Regions from separate parts of the Mus musculus genome. Here region 2 is linked to region 1. The links are chromatin contacts, called in public HiChIP or PLAC-seq maps. All regions are on one chromosome and are shown on one strand. The core of a region is the stretch at or near the end of the contact, and the rest is flanking DNA. Distances in the headings are between cores, read along the strand shown. Region 1 has its middle 65 kb from the start of Vps54. Region 2 has its middle 24 kb from the start of Sertad2.

The links. HiChIP or PLAC-seq counts read pairs in DNA pulled down with a chosen protein or histone mark.
Region 2: an H3K27ac HiChIP or PLAC-seq map of embryonic stem cells shows a contact between it and region 1, with 3 times the contacts expected there. The contact joins two enhancer-like sites. A contact is called at or near these places in 2 of 484 Hi-C or Micro-C datasets (the Ba/F3 cell line and the HPC-7 cell line), 4 of 115 datasets of contacts at active chromatin or transcription factors (astrocytes, embryonic stem cells and large pre-B cells) and 1 of 9 other capture datasets (embryonic stem cells).

What each region holds. Positions count from the first base shown.
Region 1 is chr11:21,171,717-21,177,094 of GRCm38.p6, forward strand. No RefSeq gene overlaps it. Among named protein-coding and RNA genes, the nearest start is that of Vps54, 65 kb to the right of the region's middle. Within about 2 kb of position 2,920, at least 121 of the 459 cell types and tissues checked have an H3K27ac peak or open chromatin away from gene starts, as enhancers often do. A contact at or near this core is called in embryonic stem cells, where this site is marked.
Region 2 is chr11:20,653,134-20,658,887 of GRCm38.p6, forward strand. No RefSeq gene overlaps it. Among named protein-coding and RNA genes, the nearest start is that of Sertad2, 24 kb to the left of the region's middle. Within about 2 kb of position 2,953, at least 174 of the 459 cell types and tissues checked have an H3K27ac peak or open chromatin away from gene starts, as enhancers often do. A contact at or near this core is called in embryonic stem cells, where this site is marked.

The DNA of each region.
Region 1 (5,378 bases), core at 1,670-4,169:
CTGGATTATATATAGGGAAGAGACTCTGTCTGGTGGAAGAGCAGCCCAGGCACTGGGCTAGAAGTTCAGGGCTGGGGGCAGGGTATGCCAGGTAGGGACTGAGGGATGCTGGGAGAACCTGGAGACCAGGTCTGCTTTGATGTGTAAACTATGCCTATCCTGAGGTCTGAAACCAAACAGCTAGTAGAGAAACATGTGCGTGTATATGGGACTTTGAGGTGGGAACTTTGTTAACAGTATTCAAAAAGTACAAGCTACAGATTAATAGCTTGACAGGTTTGGCTGCAGCAATAATAAGATTGCCGGTGTATGAATACTGTCACAAACTTGGGCAGAGGACAGCTGGGAAGGGATACTTGTAATGCCTCAACCCAACAAGGAGCTAAAACCCAGCTTGCAAAGGAGCTCTGGTAAGTCAGACAAGGCACACGACAGAAATGCTGTCGAAGGTCTAAGTGGCTAGTTCTCAGAAGCATTAACCTAAATGCTTAAGAGTCAAGAGAAGTTCAGAGTCACCGTAATCAAGAAAAGCAGTTAAAGAATCCTAGATACTACTTAATGCCCTTTGATTTGTAAAAACGGGGAAGCTGGAAAAGCATGATAGTCTTAGAAAACATGTAAAAACCAAGAGCCCATGCTCACTGCTGTTAGGAGTGTACACGCGCACCTATTCTAAAGAGTTTTCTGGCTGCATGTGTGTGTGGGTGTACCTGTGACTCAGAAATCCCCTCTGCACAGGGCCATGAGGAGGTGGGCAGGAGTATGAGTATCACAGGGCTGCTGTCTGTGGTACAGGGTGGTTAGAGGCAGTCTGTGTCAGTTGGAGATAAGGTAATTGTACATAGATGTCATGGTAAACTTCTACAGCAGTTAGAGGACAAGAGGTAGACAAGCATAAGTGAACATAGAAAGGGCTGTACACACACACACACACACACACACACACACACACACACACACACACACGTGCGCGCGCCTGAGCATACACACAAAGAAACAGGGCCAAGAGTGGTAGCTTACATTTAGAATCTTAGCACTCAGGAGTCTGAGGACTCTAAGTTTGAAGACAGCATGGACTACTTAGTAACAAGTCAGCCTGGCCTCTGAGTAAGACATTATCTCAAATAAACAATCAATACATAAATAAATAAGAAATAGAATGGGAGCTATTGAACAGTATAGAATTTTAATATCTATACTTATAAAAAACATTTTATATTTTGTTAAAAACACAAACTCAGGGACGGTACTTGGGCTATTGTTACACAAGCCTGAGGACATTCCCAAAACTTATGTTAAATGACTAAGCCAGCTCAGTCAGTCAACAGGTTCTCCAGGGCAGGAGCAAGGATTAAAAAGAAAAAAAAAAAGACAATTAGACAACACTGTTGCCTGACCCCAGCCAGTGCTGAGGCTGAAGCGGGTTTATTTTTTCCCAGTCTGCTTTTATACCATTTTAATTTCATGCAAGTGATAAGGTCAGTGGTAGGTCAAGGGAACAAGGAAGACAATAAACACAAATAGTCAAGGAACAAGCAAGGCAATAAACAAGGTCCCTTGATCACTGTTTCTAGGAGCTTATCAGGATGACCAAGATATCTGAGCCCACTTCCCTGTCCTGGCCCAAAGTCACATTCCTGCCAAGTTTCTAGCCCCCAAAGCTCTCCACAGTTAAAAGCTGGGCAAGGTGGCACACACTTAAAATTCCAGTACTGGTGAGATAGCAACAGATCTCTGGGACTCAGCTACAGTGAGCTTAACCTAACAGGTGAGCGCCAAGTCACAGGTGAGAGACCCTATTTCCAAAACAAGGAAGGGCTCCTCAAGTTGTACTCTGACCTTCACATGCATATACATATGTATGTATGTGCACACATAGACATAAATACACATAGATTCAGGGGAACATCTGCACTTAAGCATATTTAAGTGTACATAAGTACATTCAAATGCTGACTATGGAGTCAGCCTTGATGTTTTGAAATGCTGCTTCTGCTGAAGATAAAAGATAAAGCAAAATAAGATAGAGAAAAAAAAAAACCAAACCCTGGGTCAGGGAGGTCATGTGACATGATCCTCAAGAAGTGAGGAGGGGTAAGTCAAGTCTAGTACTCAGTCCAAAAGAACTGGAGAAATAGATCGATCGATCTATCTATCTAGCCCCATCTATCTCTCTTGACATTTATCCACATGGATGGGATGTGTGGGCTATGCTTTGAGGCAATCAATGTAAAAGCTTTAAGAGTGGGATCTAAGCCTCATCCAAGCCTAGTCCTTCTATGTTTCAGAGATGCTTGAACAAAGCACACATCCACAGGATGCTGAGAGTGGAAATACAAGAACTGTTGGACAACTCCTGTAAACCAAAGCTCACATGTAAAGAACTAGAAATGCAGTGGGAACTAGAAATGCAGGGTAGGGGTGACTCGGGGACTGACGGACTGGGTGGGGGCGCTGTGCTGTTTCACACCAGCAAGACAAGCTTGGTTATTTATATCAAGCAAAGAGTCAAGTTATTTAAAATAATATTAATTATGAAAAAAGGGCTACAGAAGACCCGCAGATAGGTCCAAGGATTCTGCGGAGGTCATTAGTTGGTAGTGGTACGCTACCTGCTATTGTCAGGCAACAGAGAATGCCTGCCGGTATATATGGTCTCCAGATCGGCTTGTTTTCTTAAGTGGACTGATCTAGGATTTGTTTCAAGTTCTCAGCCAAACAAGCACAAGGGTCTGGTTTGATTCCAGAACTTTCTTTTTGAGGCTGCCAGGACTCTTGCAGCAAAGGAGGGTGTGAGCAAAGCTGCCTGTCTTGTTTCTCAGAAGGCCGGCTTGGCCGCAATCCTCCCACGGCCTCCCCTGTTGTTGCTTAGTCTTCTCACCTTGGCCTGTCTGCTGGGCAGATGCTGAACGGAAGTCACGTGACCTTTGTTTTTTCTCAGCTGTGAGACAAGAACTCCAAACAGGAAATGGTGGTTTTAAACAGAAGTCTAAGAGGTGGGCTTGGTGGGGAGGGGCCAGAGCCTTGATGCTTTGAAGTTCTACTGTCTCTGGTGCTTCTGAGCTTTTGTACTTAAAATTCCTGTCTTTTCAAATCACTTTCATTAAAGTAAATGGTCCTATAAACTCAGGGTACTTAGATATTGGAGAATGTGTTTGACTATGTTGAACTCACAGAAGGATTCAACTGAAACATCAAGAAATTCTTTAGAAGTACACCAAATTTAATTATGAAAAACTAACTTTAAATGTATATAAACTTTAATAAACAGCCTAGGAGTAGCAGTGCATACCTGTAATCCCAGAACTCTAGGGTTGACTCAGGACGATAGAGTTGAAAACCAGAACGAGCTATATTGTGAGAGTTTGTCTCAAATTTAAATAAAAACATATAAACTTTGAAATGCATAACTTCCTTAAAGCATATGAAGACACAGTACTAATCAAAAATTACCACAGAATCAAGACAGGCAATTCCTGAACAGTCTCCATGTTGTGCACATGCGTAGCATCCTCAGACACAGCATGCCTGCTTACAGAGTCTTGTCTTAGAAGAATAGGCATGTGTCATAGCTCCAAAAACACTCCGCTCGTTATCTTCATGCCACGTTTATTTGTGTTTCGAGACTGCATCATGTTAATTGATGATAAAAGTGACACTGTGATTTACGGACTTTCTTGTCTTTTGTCTCTGAAGTGTAGGACATAAGAGCCATGGACCCAAAACAGAAGAGTTTCATTTATAGGTAAACCCAAAGTTCCTAGACACTGGGCTCTCTGTCTTTGTCTCTGTGTCTCTGTGTTTCTGTCTCTTTCTCTGTCTCTCTCTATGTCTGTTTCTGTCTCTCTCTGTGGTGTGTGTGTGTGTGTGTGTGTGTGTGTGTGTGTGTGTGTGTGTAGACTCATGTCAGGATATCTTCCTCAACTGCTTTTCCACTTTCATGTTTGAGCTGGGAGCTCACTGGACCAGGAGATCATCACTTGGGCTATAGTGACTAGTCACAGAGTAAAGGGTATGCACTGCCATGCTGGGATTTTTTTGTAGGAGATGTCTGGGGATCAGAACTAAGGTCCTCACACTTGTGTAGTGTGCACATTAGCCACCATCTACCCATCCCTGGTTAATGTCCCTTTTAAGCCTTAAAATTAAGTTCTATAAGTTCTTGAAGTTGACTAAAGTATTTAGCACTCAAAGCAATTTTTGAGATTAGTGTTAAAGCATTTATTCTAATGTCAAAAATCCAATGGTAAACACCAGTTCACAATTTGTATGGTGATATAATATCTGGTTTTGAAAGTTTTAAATTTTTATAAAAATTGCAAATCATAGAAAGACAATTTCTCATAAATTTACTTCCTAGAGAAAAAGCATTTGTCACATACACTTTGCTTCATTTTCTTAAGAATATTTTACTTTTGAATTTTCACCCCAATAGACTTGTTTCTCCAAAGGTGAGCTTCTGAGAAATCAGCTTCCCAGGGCTGGATAGATGGCTCAGTGGTTAAGAGCACTGACTGCTCTTCTGAAGGTTCTGAGTTCAAATCCCAACAACCACATGGTGGCTCACAACCATCTGTAATGAGATCTGATTCCCTCTTCTGGGCTATCTGAAGACAGTTACAATGTACTAATAAATCTAAATAAAGGAAGGAAGGAAGGGAGAAAGAAAGGGAGGAAGGGAGAAAGGAAGAAAGGGAGGGAGGAAGAAAGGAAAGAAGGAAGAAAGGGAGGAAGAAAGGAAGGAAGGGAGGGAGGAAGGAAAGGAGGGAGGAAGGAAGGGAGGAAGAAAGGCAGAAAGAAAGGAAGAAAGAGAGAAAGGAAGGGAGGGAGGGAGGGAGGAAGAAAGGAAGGAAGGAAGAAAAAAGAAAGAAAGAGAGAGAGAAAGAAGGAGAGAGAGAAAGAAAGAAACATCAGCTTCCCCTATGCAGTGCAGACAGCAGTTGGCTTGGGGACAGGAAGTGGCTCACAGCCCACCTAGGACACTGTTACTCTACAGTGTTTGTAGAAAGCCTTCAGCTGAAAACAGTGTATGTCAGAAAAGCTTATAGTTGGGCCTGCCTTAGGGAAAGAATTAAGTTCTTTCAAATGAAGCAAGCTGGACCTTCTATTATATCCCAGAACAATGTAGGTGTATTTTAGCTGTTCCTTGTAAACCATGGATATATTATCAAAAGCCTTCTCCACCACCTTCTTGATAGCCTGATGCAAACACCTGTAAGTTGTAGCAATAGGTCTGAGTGCCTGGCCTATGGCAGCAGGCTTGGCAGTGTATGTGATGCTACTGGGATGCAGGCTGCTGTGAGAAGCTCTGTTTCAATCTGCTGCCAAGTTCAGGAACACTTACCTCATTAGTGAGGCGTGTCCATTCTAAACAACTA
Region 2 (5,754 bases), core at 1,703-4,202, 520 kb before region 1:
TCTTAGTCTCTGAAGCCACCATCCCCTCCTGCTCTCCCAGCCTTCTCCAGCCCTTGGCTTCCTTTTCCTTCTCTGACAAAGCTCTCTCCACACATCATTTTTACCAGGATTTTCCCAGAACTTTTACCACTTACCTAAGATGATGCCCGCCCCCCGCTCTGCCCCCCCCCCCAGCATCACAACTGTGGTAGCCCCTGCCTCTGTTGGGCTTTAGTTGAAATTCTAGGGCTACCAGAATTTGTTGTCCAATAGCAGTGTGCCCCTCCACTGGCCATTTTCCATAGGACCTGGCCTTCTCCAGTCAGCCATTTGGCCCACTCAGGTTTAGCTCAGCTGCCAGGCAGTAAGCCTGCCCCTCAGTTTAGCATTTTTGTCCTCTCACACCTTCCCGTCTCTACGTCCCTTGACTTAGACCCTCTTGTCCTCAACTGCCTCTTGTGTCAGTGTGCCACCAATCTTGTCCTTGTGGCTTCGGTACCACGTGTTGTGCCAGTCAGGACCACCCTACCATCTTCAGGGACTAATTGGGGTGGGGATGTCCAGGCACTCCGTGACAACTAGCCTGTGAAGCTATAGAGGTGGATATGAGAGAATGGAAAATAAGTCCTCTGTTAAATCTGCTTTGGAACGTGGAGGATTCCAGTACCCCAGAATGTGACTCCTTAAGTAACAGTCTTTAGCTAAGCGAGATGAGCCATGCAGGCATGGAGACGCCATATGGAAACAAACAAGTGCAGAGGTGAGGACAGCATTTCTACAGGTCAAGGTACAACGGAGATGGCCAGCAAGCCACTACCTGTGACACAAGCAAGGAAGCCTGCCTTAAAGCCTTCAGTGGAACAACCTGCTACTGTGCTGATCTTGAATTTCTAGCTTCTCTTGTTGAGGCTTCCTGGGTTGGTTCCTTTGCCATGGAAGGCCTGGCCAAGTTCCACAGGGCAGATATCAGGAGGTTCAGTGGGTACCTCTCAAGGCAGCTGGGAACCAGGGTCTCCCATTCATATCGAACATAATGAGCATTTGCTATTGATTAGTGTTGTAACTTTGATAAGCATTTAAGCCTCCAGATTTACAAGGACAAGATCAGCCTTAGCCCCTAAAACCCCTTGAAGCCATTGGCAGGACCACAACTATGTCTACACTGAGAAGGGGCAGGCATCGGGGAATGGTGGGAAGGTTGAGAGGTTTGAGCTCTACCCTGGACACATGAGGGCCCCTATCTTTAAAAACAGAAAAACAGAGGCAGGGTCGGCAGTTCACACTACAGAATGAGAAAGAAGGCTTGCTCCGGGGTTCCTGCTCCTCATCTGCACAGCTCCCTCTCGGGGACACACCAGCACCCTGCCTCTGCCCTTGCTCCCACACTCTGGTGCAGAACAGCCTCATTTCAAGGCCAACCTCAAATGCCTGTCCATGAATCCGTCTCCGCATCCTCCTCATAAGAGCCCATCCTGTCCTCAACTCTTTCAGGGCTCCAGACTTTGCAAGAACAAATTCTGTCCTGGCTTCACCTGAGCTGCACACAGGTTTTCTTTGCAACACTACAGTTCTGAAGAACAGGAACCCTGGGATTTCGTCTTCTCCAGACGTCGTCACGTCACACCCCCACAAACTATACACTGCCAGTGTTAATAAGCAGTAGAGTGGCCCCAGACAATGGCCGTGCTTACTTAGGTATGCGTCCCTAGGGCTGATGTCTGACTCCATAGTACAGCTGAGCAGGTACAGTTGTACTGACTCTTAGTTCAAAGGAGTTGCCATTTGGCCCTTTACAGAGACACATTGCCAAAGTGATACTGCAACCCACACAATCCTTAAGATAGTGTTGGCGCAAACAAGGCAGACAGGCTTTCAGTAAGGTGGACGTTTACCCCTAAAGAGATTAATTGGCTTGGGTGTCCAGGGAGCCCCAGTGTACCAGAGTGCTGGAGAGGAGGGAACAGGGTTAACAGCCAAGCCACATAGGAGGGGGATATCTTCAGAAAGCTCTAGGCCTATGAGGGGTCTGGTCTTCTGCTCTAAGGAGCCTGATTATGGCTTCAGAGGAGTAGCATTCAGCTTGGCTCATTAGAAGACCCTTTGTCACCAACCCCAAGCCTGCTCCTCTCTTTCTCTCCAGCCCTAAATAAGTTTGGTTTTGTGTGTATGGAAACCGGTTGTTATCCCAGCTGGTCTCAAACACCTGCATGTAAGTGCTTCTGTCTTGGCCACCTGAGTTGCTGAGGCTATAGTTTCTCTCCAGTCTTTTTAGCACAGCATATCTTGCCTATAGTTTGGAGACCTGAAAACTCTTCCCCGGGTCTGGGATGGGTTGGGGGGAGGTGTGCCCCTCCTGACATACCTACATCACTACCTTAAGGTATGGAGAGGAGCAGCCAGTAGGACCAGCAGTTAGCCAGTAGGGAGAACTTTCTGTGACTGAGCACTCTGGGTGTTCTCAGACTCCCTTACTTTGGCAATGTGACTTGAGGTTAGTAACTTATTGGGAGCAAGATGAGGCTGGCTATCTGGCCTCTCCTTGTTTGTTATCACAGTGGGAGGGCTGGTCTTGGACTGCAGACCAAAAGGATTTGAAAAAAACTCTTGAAGGCCCTAAGGTGCCACCCTTGGAGGCATCTGGGATGGCTTGTCCTGTGCACGACAGGATCAGACAGCACATGGTGACATTGTCCCTGGAGCTGGGAACCCTCTCTGCAGCAGTCTGGCTGTCTCAGCCCCATAGTGCTACAGACTTCCCCCGCCTCCCAGGCAGGGCCAAGCTGCCAGCTGCCTGCAAGGCTTATTGTTCAGCAGTGACAAGAAATGGCTGCAGAGCACAAGCTGGAGAAAGGCTGGAGGCAAAGTGGGGGAGGGGTGGTAGGCTGAGGAAGCTCTCAATGCCCCTAGCACAAGCCTGTGTTCCTGGGAGAAGTCTGAGAGGAACCCAACCTTAGGGAGTCAGGCCCCTCCCTCCTCGGCCCGACAGGCTTGTCTTTCAGATGTGGGAAGTGTGTCGCCCCGTTTCTGCACCCAAGCAGAGGAGAAGGCTGCCTCGGGATTCAGCTGAGTGGCTGAAGACAGAGCCATGTGGCCTGCACTTTGGCAGGCTGAGGCAAGTCAGCCCGATCCATGCTCCCCTTGCAGTTGGGTCTGGAGAGGGTCCAGAGATGAGAACAGTTTCTGATGTGTGCACAGCTACCAAGTGTTTTCCAGACAGCTGTGAGTGTGCCGATTTGGGGGGTGTGTGGCCTGCAGCACTAGCGGGTGCTTCAGTCATGCCCATCCCTGCTGAAGGCTTGGGGAGACTTGGAGAGGTTGAGCCATGAAAACCTTGGGATCAGCAGCCGGCCATAGGAGGAAGTCTCTGCAACCGAAATCACCAGGGACCAAAGCCACTGGGAGAGGCGAATCTAGCGTCTCTACCTACCGAGGAGAATCTCCCTCCCATAGCCCCAGACATATGCCGACCCACCGTGGAGGGGATGACTGATGTAGTCACAGAGCCAGCGCCCACTGGGAGCCAAACCCTTGGTCTTGCCAGACCAGTCCTGATAAAGGGGAAACCTCGTCCTCCCATCTTTCTCTCTCTCACCTCTTTCCTCTTCGTCAGCCCCCCTTCATCCTGCATGCCTACTTGAAGTTGAATTTGGTTGGCACACAGACTCTGGCTTGTCCTCTGCATCATGGGGCCTTTGTCTGGGGGCTGGTCGGCTGGGCGTCCGCTCTGGGCTCGGAGACACTGGTGCTGCATTCTGTAGAGGGTCAGGCCCAGGATGGGGGAGGGATTCTGATCAGTCAGCAGCTGGGACTAGGGTTCCTTTGGAGGCAGGGTGTGTGCCTGCTCTGAGCAGCCCGGCACCCCAGCGGGCACCCCAGTGGCGAGGAAGAAATGCAGACCAGCTCCTCTGAGTACCGCCTCCCCAAGAGTCATCTCTGCGATACCCCAGCGGCCAGCCGGAAACGCAGAACCACGAGGGTGGGCAAAGCTATGTCTGGAAAGCATTTCTGTCTCAGATCACCGTCTTACTGAGGTTTTTTAAAAAGGAAAACCCCGGGTCCAGAAAGGTTTAGGTAAGGCAGCACAGCTGGCTCAAGAAGACATCTGAGTGTGCTGCAAGGCCCTTTCTGCACATTTGGGAACACACTGCTTTGCCTTCCAGGGGCCACAGGTCACGTAAGGCAATATTGTGGACTTGTCACCAAGCAGAAATCCCTGGCTGGCTTCAGCCTGGCTCAGAAGAGACGGAGGGAATAGTCTCTGAGCTGGTTAGTTTTTGTCAACTTGACACAAACCTAGATGACTTGAATTGTTTCCATCAAATTGACCTGTGGCCATGTCTGTGGAACATTTCCTTGAGTGCTTGATCGATGTGGGAGAGCCCACCCACTGTGGGCAAACCAGGGGAAGCAAGCCAGTAAGTGGCCTTCCGGTTTCCCAGTGGCTGCTGCTTCAGTTCCTGCCTTGAGTTCTTGCTCCGGCTTCCCTGGACCATGGAACATGATCTGGGAGTCAAATTAGCCTTTTCTTCCCCTGGTTGCTTTGGTTTGTATTTTATCACAACAGCAAAGCAAAGTAGGACAGAAATGGGTACCAGGTGAGGGATGTTGTATTGACATTTTTTTTTTCTGCCGTTTTGAGGAGATTATGGTGGCATTTGGAACTTTGGGCAGGAAAAGCCATCGAGTGAGTGCTCAGAATTTAATGAGATGTTTTGTAGGAGCTTGGAAGATAAGAATGCTGAGCAAGGGCTAGAGAGATGGCTCAGCGGTTAGGAGCACCGGCTGCTCTTCTGTGGGTCCTGAGTTCAAATCCCAGCAACCACATGATGGCTCACAACCATCCGTAATGAGATCTGACGCCCTCTCTTGAGTGTCTGAAGACAGCTACAGTGTACTTACATAGAATAAATAAAAATCTTTTTAAAATTTTTTGAAAAGAAGAATGCTTTGAGCAAACCGGTGGGGATCTGGCTTGGGACGTTTCTGAGGGAAATCTGAGAGTCACTTAAAGGCTCTCAGTAGAATATGATCTATTTGAATTCAGGATCTATGGTTTCTGGTAAGCTGGGATGGAAGAATCAGTTTCGACTAAGAAGAAACCAGCATGGTTTGAGATGTAACAATCTGGGAGGATTTCCTCAGAGTCAGCAGCGCACAGAGGCCGAGCTGCAGAAGACGCCAGGGCTGAGGCTCAACCTGCCGGCCACACTTGGTAGTGTGTAAGAATCCCCCGAATGTTAACTGGTTTTGGCTGCATGAAAGCTACAGAATAAAGGGTTATAAAGAACAGCTGTGAGAAGCTAGGAGCAAGCAGCCATTGGTGAAGGCATAGCCTTGGGAGTAATGGAATCCCCAGGGACTGAAAGGGCCATGGAAGGAAGCCAAGACTTGACCTCAGGTGGCGTGGCTGGAGTCCCTGTAGAGAGACCAGTAAATGTGCAGCCTCAGGTGCAATACAGACCCCAGCATATGGGAGATGCCAGGACCAGAGGGGATGAGCAGGTGTAGAGGGAAGCCAGTCTGAGCCTACCATACAAGCTGTGTATGGCAGAGGTGGCAGAGAAGTGGGATTGTCCAAGCCCCGTGGAGCCTAAAGGATCGTGAGTGACTGAGTTCTATATGCTACACACTACTACATCACTATTAGATTTGGTTTTACTTTGATGTGATTGTAACTGCCCTGGTTCTTCCTTCTTGGAACAGGAAAATAACTTGTTTTATGATTCTACAGGAACTCAAAGGTAAGAGACTTTTAACTTTGGAATTTGTTAAAGA